Regions from separate parts of the Bicyclus anynana genome. Here region 1 is linked to region 2. The links are chromatin contacts, called in public Hi-C maps. All regions are on one chromosome and are shown on one strand. Each heading gives the region's core, a stretch centred on a gene start, on an enhancer-like site or on the middle of the called end of the contact. The rest is flanking DNA. Distances are from core to core; before and after follow the strand shown.

Evidence for each region. Hi-C and Micro-C count contacts between places; a contact is called where the count stands out from the background.
Region 1: a Hi-C map of whole body shows a contact between it and region 2, with 7 times the contacts expected there. The contact joins the promoter of LOC112046463 here to the enhancer-like site in region 2. A contact is called at or near these places in 2 of 2 Hi-C or Micro-C datasets (whole body and whole larva).

What each region holds. Positions count from the first base shown.
Region 1 is chr14:657,795-665,099 of ilBicAnyn1.1, reverse strand. LOC112046463 reads right to left here and starts at 1,922. Exons shown (of 6, transcript XM_052885660.1): 1 at 1,441-1,922; 2 at 1-78. The coding sequence starts at 22. The region is part of intron 1 of LOC112046466 (rab GTPase-binding effector protein 1); the gene reads left to right. LOC112046477 (protein-S-isoprenylcysteine O-methyltransferase) reads left to right here and starts at 2,562. Exons shown (of 5, transcript XM_024083104.2): 1 at 2,562-2,906; 2 at 3,855-4,113; 3 at 4,848-4,957; 4 at 5,742-5,849; 5 at 6,358-7,305. The coding sequence starts at 2,706. The coding sequence ends at 6,555.
Region 2 is chr14:619,252-626,134 of ilBicAnyn1.1, reverse strand. LOC112046466 (rab GTPase-binding effector protein 1) reads left to right here. Exons shown (of 16, transcript XM_052885662.1): 2 at 5,987-6,037; 3 at 6,106-6,216. The coding sequence starts at 5,992. LOC112046471 reads left to right here. Exons shown (of 4, transcript XM_024083094.2): 3 at 521-689; 4 at 2,765-3,572. The coding sequence ends at 3,087. Among protein-coding and RNA genes, the nearest start is that of LOC112046471, 32 kb to the left of the region's middle. Within about 2 kb of position 2,929, at least 8 of the 8 cell types and tissues checked have open chromatin away from gene starts, as enhancers often do.

The DNA of each region.
Region 1 (7,305 bases), core at 673-3,172, 40 kb before region 2:
AGCTTTTTGAAAAGAGGCACATAATACATACAATATAATTTATTGCAGTATATATTTATATTTTTATACATAGACTAACTGAAAAACAGAATGAAAAAAGAAACCAATATTATTAAAAATGAGTAGTTTTAAATTGTCACTGTTCTGCTAACTAATAAATTTTTTATTATGAATTGGTTCCTGTAATTGACTGCATCAGAAGAACCTTTTTACATAAAATATTAAAACATTTTATGTAAAATTATGACAATTTTTAAAGGTAAACTAGAAAGAAAAACTAAATTAAATAAACTACACTAATATTATAAAGAGGAAGGATTTGTGAAACAAATAAACTCAGAACCACCCAATTTGAAAAATTCTTTCATCAATAGAAAGCTATAATAATGTATTAGGCAGTAATATAATGAATAATATATCACACTATGATTAATAGGATTAACAGAAAAGAAATTTATTTTTAGAAGCTTCTGTAATGGTAGTAATTGTAAATGTATTTTATAAACTTAATTATTAATCCTTAATAATTTTCCTTGACATTATCTGCTTTTAATGAATATTTTAAGATATATCACAGTCTTAAAATAACCCTAAGAAAGAGCAAGCAAGCAAGAAATAATTCTCAAACAACTACACACAAATTTATGCTGAGAGCATTGGCTGAGTGTAGAATAATATAAATAGTTTTATGTAAATATTTTCTATGCACACTGAAGTAAATTAACTCTGCACATTGTTTCATAATTCTAATTAGAATTGCTCTTGAACAAAGCAAATGTTCTAGTAACTAGCCTGCAAGTGAGTGAATCACTATGCATATCTAATGCAACTATGAATATACTGATACAAGTAAATCTAGTTATTTACTCATTATATCTTTTAAGTGAAGAATCAATGAATGATGAATAAATTTCCTACTTATTTTACTATACTTTGTCAAAAAAAGCAATAAATCCATAATGCAATGCCAACTTTACCCCAAAAATCTCTACACAACAAAACCAGTTTTTTTTTCAGATGTTCACACTACAATGTTCAATTTTAAGGTGTCAATCAAGACAAAAGATAGTAAGAAAAGAAAAATAAATGAATTCATCATGAATTTCTATGAAAATACCTATTTCTAATCAATAACTCTTTCCTATTACCAAGTCATACAACCAAAGGGTGATATTGTTCAAGGCTTATTGCTTAACAAGCAAACAAATGATGGTATAGTGTGAGGGTCCCTTGATATTTGGTGTTATGCTTCAACAAATACAGCACCATATTTAAGAACTTATATGAATAATTTCTTTATCCACCCTTTTTTTGTCATATTAAGTGTGGAGACACCACAGAAGGGAGTGGCGAGGCGAGGAGTGGCTCCAGAAATTACAAATAAGGCGTACTATTACCGAATTGTTATATTTTAAATATAGAATAAAATAACAAACTTACAACTGGCGGCAGGAGTGGCACCCCATTTATCTTCATGCAGGACATGTACTGGTTTGATTGCCTCACCGATTTTACGTCCCACGGATCGTTCATTGCGTCGATTACCTCACGATCCCGATGCAGATTTCGCAGTCCGCATTCTAAGCATAAGCTGCCTCAATAAACCTCATATCCGACCACTAAGGAAATTAAACATTAGCAAGGTAGAATCTACCAATATCCGGAGAAAAGAAAATTGGGAACACGAAACTCGAATCAAAACGATGTTGTCATGGAGAGCTGAGATACGTAATTAGCCGGGTAAAATAATTTAAAATATGCATCAAAATTTACATCTTATGCTATTTTAATTAAGTTTTGTTATCAACATTCGGCATCAAGTTTTTTATTTCATAGCAAACCATAGAAATGACATAATAACACTTGAATTTTTGAATTTTTAAATGTTTACCAATGTTTACTTTGTAAAAATCGGAATCGAAACAATGCCATAGACATCATAGACAAAGTATGTTGTGAATGTCAAGACGACACGTCATTATTTATGGTGTTTACATCTTCATTTGTGGTCTGTGGTTTACATCTTAATTAGCGAGCAACTTTACGCTACAAAACAAATAATACAAGCCATGTTACATGAACTTTTTATTTAATTTTCAAGTTAGTGGCCTGCATTCTACTCTATGGGCCACTAACACTTTTTATTTATCACAACTTTAAAACTTAGATACATAGATGTCAAAGTATAAAACGTTAGTCGAATCTGTATCTGTAGATAGAAGTGCACAAGCACAAAACAAAGATTAAAGATGTAATTTACAGATCCGTCCTACTCTGTGGTCTGGGCTAGGGATGTCGATATTTGAAAACTATCGATGTTTTAATCGAAACCTGTATTTGTGAATGAGTTCATAATTTGTTTCGTAATTTGCATTAGTCGCGCGTGAGGCCGTGAGTACCATTGATAATCGATTATTGATTCCGTTAAATCTATGTTAGGATATTTTTCGTATAGTTGCTATGCATCTATGTTTTTCCGTACAACGATCATCGAACATCGCTGATAATCGAGAGAGACACATAGATACGAGCACCCCTAGACGGCCTGATTGATGTCAATGTCATTGTCAAAAAAATAAAAATAATAACAAATTCAAAACCTTAAAATTTGCAATTTGCCTTTTCGGACTTTTAATAAATTAAAAGTTAATTTGAAAATCGATACCAATTTATGCTATTCCATTTTACCATCTAGCCAGATAATAATGAGTAACACGGATCCCGCCGCCAAGAACGCTATACTGTGTTTCTCCTTATCTTGCCTAGTATTTACTGTTTCACTGTTTTCCTCCAGCGTTCTCGGATATACTTTCGAGCTATGGGCGCTAACGTACTGGGGCCCGGGGCTTTACTTCTGTCTATTCAACTTCGCTCTACGATACTCCTTAAAAGGCTTCACATATGATGTAAGTAATAGATCCAATTAGTTCGCAATAAACACTGCAACTTAACTAAAACACGACGTTTTGTGAAGAATAGTTGTTTTCTGTATGGAAACTGAAAGTTGGTTAAATTATTAATTTTGATACAAGTTTTAACAGTTTTTGGAGGCCTAATATGGTCATCAATCTGACATCGGTATTACCGTTTTTTTATAACAAGTCACTTATGTTAAGTAATATAAAACGTTGTATATTTACTCTCTATTTTATATTATTGACTTCTGATTTAAATATAATCGCACAGATTTAAACTTATTTTCAATATAATTGTTTTTATATAACTTTTCTTACAAAATAATACTTATCTAGCAAGTTATAGTCTGCATTCAACTTGTAATCCACTTACACAAAGCTCATGGTTGCTCAATGAAAAAAACAGCAAAGTTATAGTATCTGTATAGTTTTGTAAGTTGCAATTTCAGAGTGGAGTATGAGTTTCGCTCATGCTGTATAAGTAGCTTAATGTTTGTGTAATATTAAAAGTTAACAATAAGTTTAACTGAAGTGGTTTTTGAAGTTCTCATTTCTATGTTAATAATTCTTATACAAATAGGCTAGAGTCTTCTTTTAACAATCGTAAACTCCTGTGACACTCTTCTGCTCCACTCTTCCATAACAAGTTGTAATGAAAAATTATTTAAAATTAATCATAGTAGGTATAACTAAAACTTAAAACAAAACATAACATAAATTGCATATGTGTATGTGCGTGTGTGAATTACTATCATAATATTATGTTAATAACTAGGACCAAAAGCTTAAAATGCTCATTCACATAGCCTAGACTAATGTAGCTGCAAACTGCCTGTTTAATAAATTAAAATGTTGTTTGTAAATTATTTAATTAACTATTTCTGGCATTTAAGGACTGGTACACATAAATTATTTAAAAAATCTGTTATATTCTTACAGGTGGCAGTGAGGTCTGCATTCCTGGGGTCAGTGTTTGCGACGGGGCTCTATTTTGCTATTTCTCACACCAGCTACCACATATTCGGACTGTATGCAATGGCATTCTCAATGTTCCACTTCTCAGAGTTCCTCTCTGTAGCTCTGACTAACCCTAAAACGCTGTCAGTGGATTCATTCATATTGAATCACAGTGTGCAATATTGGATTGCTGCTATATCCAGTTGGGTTGAAGCTGCCATTGAGAATTACTTCTTTCCTGGTAAAAGTACTTTTCTTATATTTATTGTTAAAAAAATGTATTTTAAGGGTCTACCACATACATAATTCACACTTAGCTTTAGCTGAGTGTATATTAGAGTAAAAGCAATGTCAATTTGTAACATATATTATTATGTATTCTGTGCTTATATCAAAACTTTGTATTAGTTGTCATAAGTGGTATAAAGGACACATACAATTCTAATGCAACTAAGTATTAAAAACATTCTGTAGTTTATTTGGCCTTCAATTTTAAGCTAGTAAAATGTTTTTGTTGAAAGTGTAATCCTAAGATGCTAAAATCCATTCAATGAGATGCTAATATTAAGAGGCCTATGATTAGGGTAATAACTAAAAGTAAAAGAAGACCTCATCTATTGCCGCATTTGAGTCTACTAGTTTAAAAAACTGCAAAGTCCAAAATGAAGCAAAATGAGTTATCTATGTTACAAAAATCTATAGACACATAATAGAACATGTTTAATATCACCCAATATAGCTAAAGACAATGAAAAAATTATGTCTGCAACAAAAACAGCATAGTCCATTGCTGATTAAAGCAAAATCAGCAAAGTCCATTTCCACCAATCATGTTGTGTCCTGCCACTTGCCAATAATATGACAGAATGTGCAATGCTTTATTGTATTGTTTTGATTTATGTATTGTATTGATCATAAATCAGCAGAAGGAAGAATCTATCACACTTTTTGATTGGCAATTGGTCTTGGTTCCAGGTATGAAGTCTGTGTTCTGGCTCTCTCACATTGGTGTGGTGATGTGCATAGTGGGGGAGGTGTTGAGGAAGATGGCCATGTTCACCGCCAAAACTAACTTTAATCATCTTGTGAGTAAATATGGTTAAATATCAAATAAAAAAATATTGTTTTTATACCTCAGCCATACTCAAGGTGCACTGTATACCAACAAACAAATTCAAAATGCGGGTATAAATCGCTAGTCATTTGACTCCTAATAATAATAATATATAACAATTAGATAATATAGTTAATTTATTTTGAATGACATTTTATAAAAAAAAAATACTTAATTTCAAATAAATACATTCGTTTTCTACTTTACCAGTACTCATTGAGTACAGATATTCAGTATAAATGTTTTATACAATGTTTTATTTTTTTATTTTATCTCTCTTTGGGTCTGTAATCAGTAAGCAGGTGAATTGTGAGACTTTAGGCGTTTGATTCGCGGCGCTACCACCAATGCGCCGCGAATCCAAAAAGACAATGTTTTATGTCTGATTGAGTTGACACCACACAATCAGTTTTATCAGCTGTCAAGCCGTTAGCGCTGCAGGCATGTGAGCTTACTTGATCGTCTGCGGATGACATTAACTTTTAAACATTAATTTGAAACAATAATTACTTTTAAAATACACATATCTATCTAACTATCTAAGTATGGTTTATGTTTCCAAAAGTGGACAGTTAGTAACTCTGTAGTAGTAGTCCACTTTTAAAAAATCAGACTCAAATTGGCTTATTTAATAATAATAAACAATGCTAGGATGATGAGAGGATGTGAAACCAATAGCTGGCTTAAATGATCTGAGGATCATGATGATGGTGATTAATAAGAACTTAATTAGTAACTTTTATTTGTCATGTCAGGTGCAGACAGTAAAGAGCCCCGACCACAACCTGGTAACTCACGGCGTGTACCATCTCTGTCGGCATCCTAGCTACGTGGGCTGGTTCTACTGGTCAGTGGGCACGCAGGTAGTAACTACCTTGATAATGTAGGGCATATTACCAATGCAATGCAACACAAAAATGCTTGAACAAAATTATTTTGTTATTTTAATTAAATTGTTAATTATGCTTATATGTTTGGACAGCCTGGGACAATTTTTAACACGCTTTTATTAGCTTCACTTGTAACTAACTATGTATGTAAGAAAATCTTGGAATCTTAATTTGACCCGAAGATTTGTCGGTCTACGTTTGAGATGAAATTTTGCACACGCTGTCCAACACGAGTTCTGATGACAATACATGACTAGCTAAGAAACGTCATTACAAATCCAATATGGCGGCCTCCCAAAGATGGTGGACTGGCTGTTTAAAATCTAACCCCAAGGTATGGATATCAAATGAAAGGCTTTGCTGTCAGGAATACGAAAATTAGTGCGTGCTAAAAGTGTGTTTTTTCAATAAACTAGGTTTTTTATTAATAATGTACTTTACTTGAGTTATCAACTAAACCATATTTCTTAATCTTTTCCAGATAATCCTTTTAAATCCAATCTGTGTACTCATTTACACGCTGGTGTCCTGGTCATTCTTCAGGGACAGGATTTTTGCTGAGGAGATGTTCCTCATATCCTTCTTCGGTACCCAATACTTGGACTACCAGAAGAGGGTTGGTACTGGACTGCCTTTCATTAAGGGTTATATACCTGAAGATGCTTGGCGCTCTCACTAGGTGGCATTTAAAAAAATAATATGACAAAGTACAGATATTTATAAAATAACAGGCATTTGAGGTATCTACCCATGCCTGTGGCCGATTTAGGGTAGATTCCTACTATGTGTGCTTTACTAAGTCGTTGATGTTCACAATTGTTAATAACTTAAGATTGTGACGTAGACAGAGAAGTAAATAGACAAGTAATTGGCGTGTTGAGGTTGTAAATTAGTGCTGACTATAATTATGTTATGTATTTATATTGTTGTAATTAAACTATAAATTATTTACACTTTAAAATAAAAGCACGTTATTTATACTTTTTTAATAAAACTAATCTGTTACTAATTGTCAAACTTGTAAGGACCATTGTTCTGTCTGACTTCTAACATGCGTGTTGACACCAAAATATTGAATTGCCTCATTTCTTTACAGATTCCACATGTAAGTTATTCTTTTGTTTTTGTTTTTTTGAGGGAATGCGAAGGATGTATTATATTTGTCTATTTACTTCTCTGTCTACAATACAGGGATCTTGTTCTGTTACGTAGTGAAGAAAAATATATGAGACACTTGTTCACCTTTGGGAAAATTTATGAGAGAAGTTGTTCACTTTTATGTGGCCAAAGAATTATTTTTAAGAATTTCGTCTTTTTGACCATTGACTTTGAAAACTAATTCATTTGACTAACTAATTAAAACTGATTTATGTAAAACTCGTTACACGTTGACTCAACTCTACAAGCCCTTGACTACAATCTCACCTGA
Region 2 (6,883 bases), core at 1,680-4,179:
AGACGCCAAGTGGCCGCGTGGTTCGCGTTCCCGTAAGGATACATGGATAAAGCCAATAGCACTCGGGGATGGTGTAGCTTCCCAACAGAAAGAATTTTTAAATTCGGTTCAGTTTAGTTTCAGAGCCTATTCAACAAATTTCCTTTTTATAGTATTAAGTATGAACTAGCAGACGACCCACGGTTTCACCCGCGTATTATAGTACCTATGTCCCATTTTTTGCCTTCTTTTTTTTAAAAGAATATTTGCTACATCTTTTATAATATGACCAATATTCCTATTGCCCTCCAACGAGTCGAGAAAGACTGTGCTAGGAGTGGATACGACAATAGACCAACGGGACAGAGATCGAACCACCAACCCTCGGTGATGAGTTCAACCGCCCTTACCGTTGAACTACTGAGGCTTATCTGACTCTACAGCCTTTGTTTGTCAAATTAGGCTTTACTTTACATGAACTTTTGTAGTAATTTTACCGTTATTGTTGTAAGCGGTTGATAAGGTGTTTGGTGTTTTCCAGGTGGAGGGAGTGGAGGCGGGTGCGGGCGCGGACGCGGGAGCGGGAGCGGGAGCGACGCGCGAGGGCTGGCGGGAGCGAGGCGCAGCGCACGCCCGACTGCAGGCGGGCGGCGCGCACGCGGGCTTGCTGGGCGGCAGCCCGCTCTCACTGCTGCAGGGCATCATACCCGGTAACTTTAACTATAAGGCACTCTCTTTGGCGCGGTTCGCTGTGCAGTGGTTTTCAACATAGAGGTCCTAAGTTCGGTTCCCAGCTCGGTCCAGTTTAGGATTTAATTATTTCTAAATTGGCTAGTTAGTTTACCGACAAAGACGTACGTACCGCCGAGCGATTTTAGTTGGAATATGGGTACAGGAACTCGTGCCTCTTCCAAGTAAGCCCGCTTCTATCTTGGACTGCAGCATCAATAACATCAGTGCGACTAACGAGATACCTAATATCGTGAGAAGAATAGACAAATTTCAACTTCACTCACTTTCACTTGGTCGCATGTTAGCTCCTACGGATATAAGATGTGCAGCCAGTGGCGTGCACTTCATAGATGCAAAAATGCACTGCCTACTAAGGACTCAATACATACCAATAATTGGGCAATATTTTTTTTTTTTATTCTTTACAAGTTAGCCCTTGACTACAATCTCACCTGATGGTAAGTAATGATGCAGTCTAAGATGGAAGCGGGCTAACTTGTTAGGAGGAGGATGAAAATCCACACCCCTTTCGGTTTCTACACGGCATCGTATCGGAACGCTAAATCGCTTGGCGGTACGTCTTTGCCGGTAGGGTGGTAACTAGCCACGGCCGAAGCCTCCCACCAGCCAGACCAGGACAAATTAAGAAAATCTCAGTCTGCCCAGCCGGGGATCGAACCCAGGACCTCCGTCTTGTATATCCACCGCACCACTGCGCCACGGAGGCCGTCAAATTGCGCTGGAATATCAGTGACAAGGCAAGATTCATAAACCGATCGCTTCAGTATCTGTATACCTAAGCGAACACCAAGTATACCTACACTATTGTCTGCTGTGACGAAAGATGCAATTAATGTCTACCAGCAACGTCGGTGCTATTGCGAAAACAACCACTCGCTGAGGCGTCAACGATTTCGATAATTTACGCGTCGGTCGATAACGTTAACGAGTATAATAATAATATCCGTTGAGTTATCCATCCGTAATGAGTACTCGTATATATTTTACGTAATAGAATGAGGTTACGCTGATAAATCTTTTACCATATTTTTCCATCTTTTGTTAATTTTGAGGTGAAACCACATAATATGGCATATACCTACCTGTACCTATGTATGGAGCTTCTCTCGCTCGTGAAGGTTGTTTCTAACCGACAAATCCTATAACTCCTCTGCTCATACTTCGACTGATCACGAACAATAGACCAAAAAAGATATCTATTTTTAACCGACTTCCAAAAAGGAGGATGTTCTACGTTCGGCTGTGTGTATGTTTTTTTTTACTTAAAAATGGAGTTCAAAGAATCCACCGTAACATATATTCATACATTGCAAGTTAAATAAAAGCTTTTAAAAAATGTCTTTCCCGTCCAACTAGTCGGAAATTACTGTTAAAAGCTGGTACAACAACGGTTCAGTGGGAATCGAACCGAGACCTATCGAGGATGAGTCCGGGCCCTTTACCGTGGAGCTATTGAGGTGTTGATTTTTTTTTTATTTTTTACAAGTTAGCCCTTGACAACAATCTCACCTGATGGTAAGTGACGATGCAATCTACGAATAAAACAGAAGCGGTCTAACTTGTTAGGAGTAGGATGAAAATTCACACCTCTTTCGGTTTCTACTTCTTCTGGCGGTAGGTCTTTGTCGGTAGGGTGGTAACCAGCCACGGCCGAAGCCTCCTACCGTTAAATTTTGTACTTCAAAATTTAACGCTCAACAATTAGGTACGTAAATTAATATAATAATCAATAATTACCAATAAAAAAAATACTCCATCCTATTTCTTTAGTTTTTGAAAACAGTTTTTTAAAATATTTAAAAACATAAACCGCCATTTTTCTTGAATAATATTGAAAATTATTGACGCGACGCTTTGTGTCGTACCTACCATAGATGATACATTATATATTGAGGTACCTACTGACTCGAGAATTCGTTTTTGAATTTCGTATTTGTGACGGGTACGACATCGTCGTGTTCCGTACGCTTCATCTGTATATTATTGATTAATCTGTGGTTATCTAGTAATATGTTTGATATTACTGTCGCAGGCACGAAGTGGTGCGGCACGGGCGACATAGCGGCCGACTACCACGACCTGGGCGCCGACCGGCCGCTCGACCGCTGCTGCCGCACGCACGACCTGTGCCCCAGCAAGGTGCGCGCCTTCTCGCGCCGCTACAACCTCACCAACAACTCGCTCTACAGCAAGTCGCACTGCACGTGCGACGACATGCTGTTCGACTGCCTCAAGGCCACCAACACCTCCGCCGCGCAGCTCATGGGCCACATTTATTTCAATATAGTTCAAGTACCGTGCTTAGAAGACTATACATCGGGGAGACGGTTCAGGGATGCTAAGTTAGGGTTTTAGCGACATCTAGTGTCGGGTAGCCAAATTAGTGAAACTTGTGAAATAGCGCCATCTTGTTACTAGTAATTACGTTAGTTATTTGCACGGATTTATAGAAACGCTGTATATTTTTTGCATTTATAAAGTAATGAAAATATTTGTGTTGGCGTGAAATGTAACTGTAAATAATTTGTAAAGAATAATAAAACTAATTAATGATAAAATACACGTTAAACCTGTGATATGTCTGTGCCTTGAATTGTTCTTTATTGTATAATTAGATGATGGCGCTAAACATTTCACATACCTACTTATTAGTCAAAATATATTTTAAAATAGTGAAGTAATTATTTATTTGTCATAATTAAGATAATTAACACAAAAATCTTATTCAAAAGAACTTGATCGTTTATACATACAGTATTATAGCACGACTATGACTAAATGTTATTGAATCGCTATATTATAATGTAAGGTGTACCAAATACAACTGTTTATTTTATTAATTAATGTCGTTTTTTTTGGCTAGCCCGAAATTCCTTTCACAAATCTCGCGGAAACCATTGATTTTCTGGGATAAAACAACCTATAAGTTGTTTAATGACCTCCTCTATTCTTGAGTGAAAGATTCATTAGAATCTGTCCAACCGTTCCAAAGTTTAACCTGGACAAACAGAAAGAGACAGACACTTCAATTTTATTTATATGTATTGATATATTGATTAAAGGAAAATATTTGTATTTAAATGTATTAAAATATTTAATTATATATTTCTCCTTCTTCATTGGTCGGTTAGAAATTTAAACCCAATAAATACTTATCTCTTCTTAATCTACTCAACTCCTAAATACCATAATCACAGAAAACATACAAATATGCACTTGGGTATTGTACCCGTTTCTCATTCAGATTCAATAAAATTTTCGTTTTATCTGTAGGTAGTTCTTTATTCCTAGGATCTGTGAAGGAAATCATTTGTAATCTTTAACAGGCTCAAAAAAGACTATAATCTCCCGGCGTTAAACCTAGTTTATACAAAAACTTGGGCTTGAAAAGGTTAGAACTTGAAGCTGTAAGCCACGTAAATAAATAAAAGTTATCCTTGATGACCTCAGACCAATTACCGTAAAATGGACTTGTATCTCACTCCCGTTTGTGACCGCGCTCAAATTCACTAAGAAAATTGTTTGTCGTTTTCTAAGGGAGACGAGATAAACTCGCATAACAAAAATATTTAACAACAATAAATATTATCCTGTGTCCTACACACAACTATAAATTTTAAATCGTAATACACACTCGTGTAATTTTAACACAATCAAACATCAAAACATCTATTTTAAAGATGCAGTTTGTATGAACACGTTAGATCATGATCATATAGTTTTGTCAGAAGGGTAACCTCTAGCGAGGTAGGTCATAAAGGTTGGTCTGAGGTGATAGCAGTTTTTTTTTTAACCATCTGGCATCTGTGCGAGAAACTTCATTTGTCATCTGTGGCGAGATACGTCAAAAATGTCAATCTGTGATGTCAATGACGTTTGTACAGGGTTCCCAACTTAGGGGTTTTCCCCCCAGATTTAGGGGGCAAATAAGTGAAATGGGATTTTTTTAGGGGTCTGAAATTTTTAGGGGTATTTTCAGGGATTTTTTGACTCTTTAATATTTTTAAATTGATGATAATTTTAATATTTCTTTCTTGGCCTAGCGACTTATTCAATTCAATTCAATTCAAAGCCTTTATTAATCCTTACATAAGTTTTACATAATTTTTAACAACATTAACAATATATATATATATATATTTTTATTATTATGTTATTTATATTAGTATGTTAACGTAACTGTTAAACGAGTAAGTTTTAGTAAATTAGTGTTAGTCTTGTTTCTATGTAAAGACCCCTCATTGGGTATAGGCCTCCTCCAGCCGATACCACTCGCTTCTATTCTTAGCGTCAGTGAGCCAGTTCCTTCCTGCTATTTGGACAATATCATCGCACCAGCGGGTCTTTGGTCTGCCTACTTTTCTTTTTGCCTAGCGACTTATAACGACATATAATACGTTATTCTACAACCGCTCTGAGGCAATTGGAGGCCATTTTCATCGAATAAAAAAAATTGGTAAAGGAGAATGCCAGATCCTGACCCAAACAAAAAGCTCAAAATGGCTAGAATCCAGAGCTGCGAAGTCAGATCAAAATGTAAAAATAAACTGTCATAACACTGTCAAACTATCAAAACTCGTAATATACACAACTCCGAATTATTTTGAAAATAATAAAATCACGTTTTTTTGTAATGTATTGCATGTGCTAAGTGCTTCTGTATTTACAAAAAACCAATCATGACGCTTTATCGTTATTTATTTCATAATAAACTGCACATATACTTAACCTTAAAATCAAACTTCAACTTGGATTTATTTTTATACCCCTAGTTAGAAAGGGTTAAAAGGTAATATTTGTTTAATAGTACAAAAAATCCAATAAAATGATATATAATATATTGTTGCAAATTATTTTTTTTTAGTGGGTCAAACTTCTATACATTGTCTGGCATTGTCCTTTGTTCATTGTCAACATGTATGATTTCAAAAAATCTGAATCTTCAGATAAAGACGTAGTATTTTGTCTGTATTAACTATAGACTTTTAAAACATATGACAGCATATTATTTCTAAATTATTATGAATTTATATTTTTTAGGGGGACAACCCAATAATTAAGGCGATTTTAGGGGATTTTGACACCAACTTTAGGGATAAATATTTTGGAGAGTTGGTAACACTGCGTTTGTATAATTAATTTTATTTTCACGATCACTCACGTACATTTTTTAATGTCTTGTTTTCAAGAATTTGATTTTTCGTTAATCGTGCATAGAAATATGCTTCAAATAGGATAGAAGGGAAATAAATAACTGCGATGGACGAACAAGTCAATCCGTCCAGTGCGCCAGCTGGGTCTAAAGGTGTGTGGTAAACGGTGCTCGATACTTGATGTTGTCTGCAGGAAGTTGAGAAGTGTTTCTGTTTTAAGTTGCGCCTGGGGCGGAGGATGGTACAGCAGCAGAATCTGCGCGGCGGGATCTCGAGGAGGAGTTTAACATGCAGAGAGCCAGGATGAAGGAACTATTCCTGCAGAAAGAAGGTGTGTAAGAGACAGGTGGACTGGGGTATATGTATTGACTTTGTGTTTACATAACATTCTTCTTTATTGAGATGGTTTTATTGACTAATTATCTGCTAGATGCAGATGCAAATAGGCTACAATTTGAAATATTATACATTTTTGTGTTCACATCCTGTCAACTGCTTTCTTATTGCCAGATAAGCCCACTAAATTTGGTAACAGAATATAATTTAAGTGATTTTCGTCATCAGCACATTAAAATATGTTTATATTCACTTAAAATTGGTCTTGTTTGTATAAATAAATTTAAATAACTTTCAAGGTTAAAAGCAAACAATTACCACAAAATTGTTATTATATTATGTGCTGTATTGAATTTCTGTATACATTAGTTCTAATAATAGAGACTTATGTGTAAGTTCAAAAATAAGTTTTTATATTCCAGTAAATAGTTGGTATGAATAATTTAATTTAGCATACTTATGCCATTTGTGTTAATAATGAGTCATTAACATAATACCACAAAAATAATAACTTATTTTTAGTTTTTAAAAAGAATATATGCCATATCTTTTATGAATATGATCAATATTCCCCTTCTCTTCCAACTAGTTGTTGAGACTATTAGGAGTGAATTTTTTTTTAATTTCTCCACATTATGATATGTACAACAATATAACTGTGT